Linked DNA regions of Mus musculus: region 1 is linked to region 2. Evidence: chromatin contacts called from public Hi-C data. All regions are on one chromosome and are shown on one strand. The core of a region is the stretch at or near the end of the contact, and the rest is flanking DNA. Distances in the headings are between cores, read along the strand shown.

Region 1 (4,047 bases), core at 905-3,404, 38 kb before region 2:
GGTGGGTCCTGCCCTTTTCAAGGGTCAGGGTAAGCCCTGTTGGAAAGTTCTTGGAGCAGCACCATAGTGCTGCAGATCCAGTGGCAGGGCCAGCCATGTTCTCTTGGATCCTGCTCATGTAGAAAGAATAGGGGTCATGCTGTGACCACGTGGCCTCTAGGTGGGAGCACCAAGCATGCTGTTTGCTCTACCGTAGCCCAGAGGAGCTGCTCACAGTGCCTTAGACCCTGTGGGGACCAATCCGTGAAGAGTGATGACTGCTGGCTCACACTAGTTAGCACCGACAGCCCTGGCATCTCAGCCGCTCAGTCAGCCTCAACATGCGGCTGGAAATTATAATTTTGATCGGTGGTCCTGGTGTGCCCTAGGGACTCTGCTCCGAAGAGTAGATCTCAGTGTCCCTCAGACTGGCCCACTCTGCCTGGGACTCATCTGCATCCAGCTTGCTTACATTCTCTGGCATCTTTCCTGAGTCCCAAGCTCAACTTTATCCCAAACTGTCCAGCCTAAGTGAGCTCATGCCCTCACCAGCCGCTGGGGTGCCTCTGGCCCTCCTTCCTGGGCCCTTGTCAGCCTCTGGGATCCAGCTGTGGCTTCCTTCTGGAGGCCTAACCCTGAGCTGGGACAGGATCCAGAGAAGCTAGCTGCCAGTGAGGTGGATGCTCCAGCTGGCAGCCACCTGAGGTAAGGTTGGGGTCTGTGTGGTGGCTGAGGAGTGAGGCCCTTACCTCAGCCTGGGTGAAGTTCACCAAGACCTCCTCTGCACTTCCTTGCTGGGCATGGAGGAGTCGGCCAAGCTGGGGGCCTCTTACCACCCGGTAGAGCAGGTGACGAGGGTCAGCGCCTGTGCTGGAACTGGCGCTCAGGCTCTGGCTGCTGAGCGGCTGCACAGACTCTGTGAAGCATGGAGGAGCCTGTTAGCTTTTGACAGGAGCCCAGACAAGGGTCCTGGGCTACCATCCTCCATTCTGCCTCGGCTAGCCAGCATGCAGACCTACCTGGACAGACGGTCAACTTCCGGGTGCCCTCCAAGGAGAGGAGTGCCTGCTTCTGGGCCACCACTCGGAAGAAATGTCCAGGAGAAGTGTGTGCGCCGTCAGAGAGGTCGAAGTGGAAGCCTCCTTCCAGGGCTCCTGAGCACAGGGTGGGTGGAGCTGGGTCCTGTTGGCCCAAGGTAGCTCCCTCCCCTCAAGGTACCCCCACCCCAGGAGGCTGGAGAACCCTCTCAGCACCCACCTCTGTGTGAGAACAGCACAAGCCCACTGTCCAGCTGGGCCTGTGTGAAGCGGTGGACCTCGGTGTCTGGTGCCACCCTCAAGGCGATCCGTCCGTTGCTGGGCTGCTCGATGGTGTAGACCAAGTCTTCTGGGCCCGAATCATTGTCTGTTCCCCTGAGGGCCTCAGGAGGGATGGGCACAATGGCCCCCTCCCAGATCTAGGGACACAGACCGTGAAAGTCCTGTCCACATTGTGTCCTTTCCATCCCTTTCCTCCTGGCCCTTGGACTTTCACCAGGCCCCCAACCTGCTCTGCCCGGCTGTCATGGACACCTGTGCCATTCTGAGCCTTCTTTCTCATTCTCCTTTTCTGTCACGCAGGTTCCTTCTCCACCAGCCCTGATCTTAATTGTACCTCAAAGCCAGACCACAACCTCCTGCCTAGAAATGTTCCTGTTTGGTCCTTACTTCAGAGATCCCTGTCCCTGACCAAAGGTGCTGCCGGGTCTCCCTGGTGGGGGGGCCTTCCCTTTCCTCCTGCCATGGCATATACCATCTGGCGCGGGTGGGCACAGGACAGAGGCAATGGTGTTGGCCAGCGCAGAACACTTAGAAATAGGCTCTCCTGCCAGTTGAAGCTCGGGAGGGAGGCGGAGAGCGGAGAGCTGATTCCTGATTCCTAGCTGAATCGGCTAGGAATCCACCCGTGCAGTGCAGGGGAGGCCCCATAGGCTACCCACCCACGCAGGGCAAGGTCTTCTTCCAGAGCCCTGTTCCATGTGGCACAGGGCCAGTCACTGAGGCCATTCTGGGTACGAGGCCCTCATCTCAGAAAACGTCCTTCTAAAACCCAGGAGCTGCTTCTCCCTCCCAGAGTCCGAGAGTAAGTTAAAACCAGTGTTGGACTCCAGGGGGCTAACATGGGTGGATATTGCCACCTAGTGGCCAATTTACCACACATCATTTCCAACTTAGGCATCCCTTAGTTATCTAGACCCTCAGCCTATATATAGGGAAGCTTCGTTGTGATCTTTATTTGCTGTGACCCTCGAGCTCCCAACCTGCAGCCCACAATACAGGACTTATAATACATTTCTTTAGGTATTTTGGGCCTGAGACATGAGGGAAAACCTTTCTGTGAACAGGTGGGTCCAAGGACAGGCAAGGTCAAGGATGGTCTTTCTAAACCAAGACTGCCCAGTAACAAAACCTCACAACTGCGTTTTGTTTTCAGCACTGTATCACATCTCTCCTTCCAAGTTTGTGGTAGTGAACCCATTTCACAGAGGATGACACTGAGCCAGAGAGAAGGGACTCTAGTCTCTTTCTGGGACCAGAGATGGGATAGGTTCAGGAGTGAACTCACTTGCAGGCCTGTGTTTGTGGTGAGAACAGGGGGTTGGTCATTAACAGGAAGGATGGTGATCGTGAAGGCCACGGGCTGGCTCTGGCGGTCCATCTCTGAGGCATTAGCTAGCAGAACAAAGGCGTCTGTCTGTGTCTCACTTCCATCATGCACGTAGCGGATCAGCTGCTCTTCCACCTATGAGGAGACCCAGGATTGGTTGTCAGGCTTCAGCTAGCCCAAGACTCAACAGGGATCTTGGGACCAGCACCCTTAACGTCCCATTGTTAGGTACAGGAGACAGATCCCTTTAGAACACATTTCCACAGGTAAGAAGTGTGTATGTGGAGAGATGGCTCAGTGGTTAAGAGCACTGACTGCTCTTCCAGAGGTCCTGAGTTCAATTCCCTGCAACCACATGGTGTTTCATAACCATGTGTAATGGGATCTGGTGCCCTCTTCTGGTGTGTCTGAATAGAGCAATGATATATATTACATTCTTAAAAAAAAAAGAAGTGTGTGTGTGTGTGTGTGTGTGTGTGTGTGTGTGTAAACAACAACGTTTCCATTTCTCAGGGGAAGACTGAAATTAAAGCATAAAGCAGTGCCAGTAACTAGAGCCGAGGAGGCGCAGGTGTCTCCGGTACCTCTCTCCAGGAGAAGGTGCTGAGGCTCCCATCTTGAGAATGATCCTCCTTCTGCAGGGCCCCGTGCTGCGGTGGCTCTAGCACCTGCAGGACAAGGCCTGGCAGCGTGGGGAAGTAAGGCCCAGTGATCTGGACCAGAGGAGGGGCCAGCGTCCGGGTGCCGCCCTCGGGAACGCTGAAGTTTTGAACATCCAGGGGGATGACTGTGGGCAGCACCTCCAGCTCCACAGAGATGCCTTCAAGAGGATCACCCAGGCCCGAGGCCACATCCAGGGAGAAGGAATCACTCCAGGCTCCAGGGCGAGAGTGCAGGTAGAGAACCCGGCCTGAATTCACTGCCTCCTGGGAGAAGCTCTGCACAGGGTCCAGGCTGGGCGGCTCCTCTGCTGAAGCGCCGTGGGACACCATCACCAGGTAGCCGGCGTTCGGGGGGCTTCTCAACGAGAACATGATGTCGGCAGGCAGCACTGCCTCCTGGACCACCTAGTCAACAGAGACGATGGGGACAAACGGGGTCACAGGCTGTTGTGGACCTCAGGTGGCAGAACAGGCTCGGTCGCCACGTGTGGCTAATGCTTTGCTCAGGATCTGCTATAGCTGACACTATATACCACAAGAGGGCGCTCTCACCATACCTAGCAGCACAGGCTCCCAGGTCTTAAGCAGTTTGCTGATTTGGTCCACCCCAAAGGAGGCTGAGTACTCCTTCAATGCCTGCTCTACCCACACAAAAAAGTCTAAGCACCACTCTTAAACTACACTGCACTTCTGATTCTATGCCTTTGCAGAATACACCCCCCCCCACACACACACTTTTTAAAGATTTATATGTAAGTAC
Region 2 (3,861 bases), core at 1,112-3,611:
AATCTATATATGTATGCATCTATCTATCTATCTATCTATCTATCTATCTATCTATCTATCTATCTATCTTTTGTTTCCATAATTTTTCTTTAAACAAGTCAGTGTTTTCTAAGAACAAAGACCTTCCCTTTTAGGAATACAATGATTGACCAGGAAATAAACATGGCTACATTTTGAAATAAGCCATAGATTTATTTCTGCTTTGGCCAATTTTCCTGACATCATCAAAAGCAAGCCCTGCCAGGGCTGGAGCGATGGCTCAGTGGTTAAGTGCACTGGCTGCTTTTCCAGAGGTCCCCAGTTCGATTCCTAGTACCTGCCTATAACTCCAGTTCCATAGGGTCTGACACCTTCACATACAAGTATAACACCAACGTATATAAAATAAAAATAAATAAGAAAACAAAAGCAAGCTCTCCCTTCCATGTTGCATTGAGCTGTCTGGGTTTTTGAGTTTTTACAAATCTGTCACAGTTCTTTAGGATTTCTTTGTTTTCTGGGATATTGGCAGGTTTTGTTCTTGTTTTTTGACTCCAGGTCAGTTTTTATCTTGTGGACCAGTCAGTTTGTCTGGTATTCTTGTGGTCAGATTTTTATCTTTGGGAAACACAACAGAGCGGTGTTGTGGTCTCCTGGTGTATCCTTCTAGGAGGCACCAGCGTTTTCCTTGGTGGGATTGTGTGTTGTTTGTCTTTGTTTTGGTTTTTAATTTAAAAATATTGTAGAATGAGTGGTGGCACGTGACTTTAGACACAGCACTCAGGAGGCAGAGGCAAGCAATATCTATGAGTTCGAGGCCCACCTGGTCTACATGGCAAGTTCCAGGACAGCCTGGGCTACATGGTCAGACCTGTACCCAACCTCCCCTCAGCAAACCAAGATAGTATAGTGGGTAGAAGCACTCACTAACTTGATGACCTGAATCCCATGGTAGAAGTAGAACACTGACTCTGTGTTATCCTCTGTAGCATGCACGCACCCATACAACACACAATAATAAAATGATAACAGCTTCTGTGTGAGATGTACATACACTATACATCTGTGTAGAAGCCAGAGGTCAGTCACCATTGGGTAGCTTTTTCTATTGCTCCTCACCTTCTCTCATTGGACCTGAAGCTCACTGATCAGGTAAGCTGAAGGGCCAGGCACTCCTCCCCAGTGCTGGATTACAGGCACGCACTGTGTCACCCAGCTTTTCATGAGGATCCTGGGAGTCCAGGCTCAGCTCCTCACGCTTGCATCGTAAGTACTTTACCCACTGATCTTCATCACATGTGTCACCTGGTTGAGGCTGAGCCTGCCAGACTGCGTCCAGGCAAAGTTACTGTTTTCCATTTTTGTGATTAATAAGCTTTTGCCAATACTGAAAGGTCGGGGTGAGGAAGAAGACCCAGAAGCAAGCCAGTAAAGGAACAGTGGAAACCAGGGAAGGAAAACCAGGAGAAGATCTTGGAGCTGGGAGAGGGTCTTGTGAAGCAGGAGGAGTGGTCAGCAGTGTTGGTTCAATGCTACCAAGTGGCCAAGTCAGAAGAGGTTGCCAAGAGTCTACTGTGTTTAGCATCTGCGTGCAGGTCTGTGGGCATCTCATCCAACTTAGCTTGGGTGGAGCAACGGGCCTAAAGCCAGCTTTCAGTGAGTCAAGGAGAAAAGAGAGGCAGACTGGCCACCACAGAGAAAACACCCTTTGAGTAAATGGGTCTGTGAAATGGCAGAGACAGACAGGTAGGTACAGAGACATGTGTGGGCTCAAGGGCAGGGTTGCTTTTATTTTTAGAGATTATTTATTCATTTTATAACTGTGTGTGTATGCTTGAATGTATGTTTATGTACACCATGCATGCAGGGCTTAGATGGTAGAAGAGAGTATTGGATCCCCTGGAACTGTAGCTATGGGTGGCTATGAGCTACCTGATGTGGGTTCTGGGAGCTGAACCCCAGCCCTCTGGAGGAACTGGAAGTGTTCTTAGCCAGTGAGCCATCTCTTTAGGCCCTAGAGGCAGAGCTTTTAACAGGTGGAAGGGACCTTGGCTATCAGAGGTGATAAGAGTTGCCAGTAGAAGGGCTGGTTAAGATGGTTAAGAGCGCCGACTGCTCTTCCGAAGGTCCCGAGTTCAAATCCCAGCAACCACATGGTGGCTCACAACCATCCGTAACGAAATCTGATGCCCTCTTCTGGAGTGTCTGAAGACAGCTACAGTGTACTTACTTATAATTTAAAAAAAAAAAAAAAAAGAGTTGCCAGTAGATGTGGAAATTGGAAGAGCAGCCATAGCTTCCAGGGAAAGTGGAATTGGGCAGGCCTTGTTGAGAGGCCTGCAGCTCCAGCACTTCACAGTCTCTGTTTTCACTTGTGCAGGTGGGTAGGAACTGCATGGAGGTCCAGTCTTATGGAGGGGAGTGAGGCATGCTGGGATAGTATCTGGGGACAGCAGAGCAAGCTGCTTCTAGGTGAGGCTCAATGAGGTTGCCAAATCCAAGGCTGAGAGCTCTGAGGGTGAGGAGGAGGAGGAGGAAGAGGAGGAGGAGGAAGAGGCAGGAGCTCATTGGTCTGGTACATAAAGACTGCTGGGGAGTAGGAAACGGAGGGCTCTTTCTAGGGAGGTGGCAGTTGGTGTTGTGGGAGGTAATAAAAGCCCAGGACCACTGCTGGGAACAGGGTTTGGGAGGGACTTGGCAGAGGTCTTGGTGCATGAGGAGGACTGTGCATTGATTGGGGAGTGGGTCTTAGGTGGGCCAAAGTTACCAAGTCATGGTAGGAGTTAGGAGGTAGCCATGAACCAGGGCTGCCACCGTGTTGTGAGGAACAGGTGGATACTGGAACTCATGTGACCAAGGCCGTGAATGGAAGAGCTATCATCTTGGGCCTGAAGCAGCCAAGGGGCCTGCTTCAGGGGATCCCAGACTCCATCAGAGGCAGAGTGCATGCCACAGAAGTGAGCAACTTGGGCCAGCTGAAGGTGAAGAAACCCATTTCCTCAAGAAAGCTGTGTATGAAGGCCTGTGACAGGAACAGAACAGACCCCTGGGAAGGAAGCACTTGGAGTACCACCAGGCAGGGGAGAGGGGGTGGCCCGGAGTGCTTACAGGGTGGGGTGAAATGAGACGTGGTCCCCAGCAGAGGGGCTGCTGCTGGTGGCTGGGAGCCTGCTCTGTTCTGAGCCTTTCTGTCCCCAAGACTCTTGACTTCCCAGCATGCCTGATGATGGCTGCACTTGGCGGATGCCTAGAGTTCAGAGCACCACAATGGCAGCTCTCTGAACAGTGAGACTGACCTGAAGAGATTCCTGCATTTTGTGTTCTGCTTCCTCTCCTGTCACTGTGGCCTCAGTGTCTACACTGGGGTGGTGACAGACTACCATTCATCCTTTAATTCCTATGACAGACAGAGACCTTTCTTAACCTGGCTCAGATCTAATCCCAGTGGTGGATGTAAGGCTGGGTCCTGGGTCCCTCTGGGCTCTTAGGCTGAAGCCATCTCTGGGATTTTCCTAGACTGGGGCTCATCCCTCTGTCACATGGAGACTGCATAGCCTCTGACACTCATATTTCCTAACATCCTCCTTCAGAGGTGTGCTCTCTACAAAGTCATGGGAACCTACTGCTGTGGACCCCAGTGTGAGCCCTTTATCATCCTGCTTGTTCCCCACACTGTGTCTGGAACACTACCATTAGGTAAGTATTCCTTTAGCTAGATGTGGATCTTTAATGATATCGTGCTTTGGCAAAGAGTCTGGGAAGGGGCTGTGAGAGACCTTAGTGGGAAATAGGTTAGCTTACAGAAGTAGACTGGTAGAAGAGAGGACTTACCCAGAGTCTAGAGGAGATAGGTGGAAAGGACAGGGGGACAGGAGCTGCAGG

Evidence for each region. Hi-C and Micro-C count contacts between places; a contact is called where the count stands out from the background.
Region 1: a Hi-C map of stem cell-derived neural stem cells shows a contact between it and region 2, with 2.7 times the contacts expected there. The contact joins the enhancer-like site here to the promoter of Odf3l1 in region 2. A contact is called at or near these places in 12 of 39 promoter capture datasets (the 3T3-L1 cell line, 3T3-L1-derived adipocytes, the C10 cell line and 7 more), 7 of 15 datasets of contacts at CTCF or cohesin (CD8 T cells, the NIH/3T3 cell line, embryonic stem cells and 2 more), 153 of 484 Hi-C or Micro-C datasets (the 3T3-L1 cell line, 3T3-L1-derived adipocytes, the 4T1 cell line and 81 more), 19 of 115 datasets of contacts at active chromatin or transcription factors (the NIH/3T3 cell line, T-cell acute lymphoblastic leukemia, Th17 cells and 13 more) and 5 of 9 other capture datasets (adipose tissue, embryonic stem cells, embryonic tail and 2 more).

The regions. Positions count from the first base shown.
Region 1 is chr9:56,889,703-56,893,749 of GRCm38.p6, reverse strand. It overlaps Cspg4 (chondroitin sulfate proteoglycan 4), which reads right to left. Exons shown (of 10, transcript NM_139001.2): 4 at 3,210-3,692; 5 at 2,584-2,760; 6 at 1,237-1,435; 7 at 999-1,133; 8 at 729-895. Among named protein-coding and RNA genes, the nearest start is that of Cspg4, 27 kb to the right of the region's middle. Within about 2 kb of position 2,154, at least 34 of the 459 cell types and tissues checked have an H3K27ac peak or open chromatin away from gene starts, as enhancers often do. A contact at or near this core is called in the 4T1 cell line, B cells, the CH12 cell line and 9 more, where this site is marked.
Region 2 is chr9:56,852,314-56,856,174 of GRCm38.p6, reverse strand. Odf3l1 (outer dense fiber of sperm tails 3-like 1) reads left to right here and starts at 2,361. Exons shown (of 5, transcript NM_001374681.1): 1 at 2,361-3,675. The coding sequence starts at 3,591.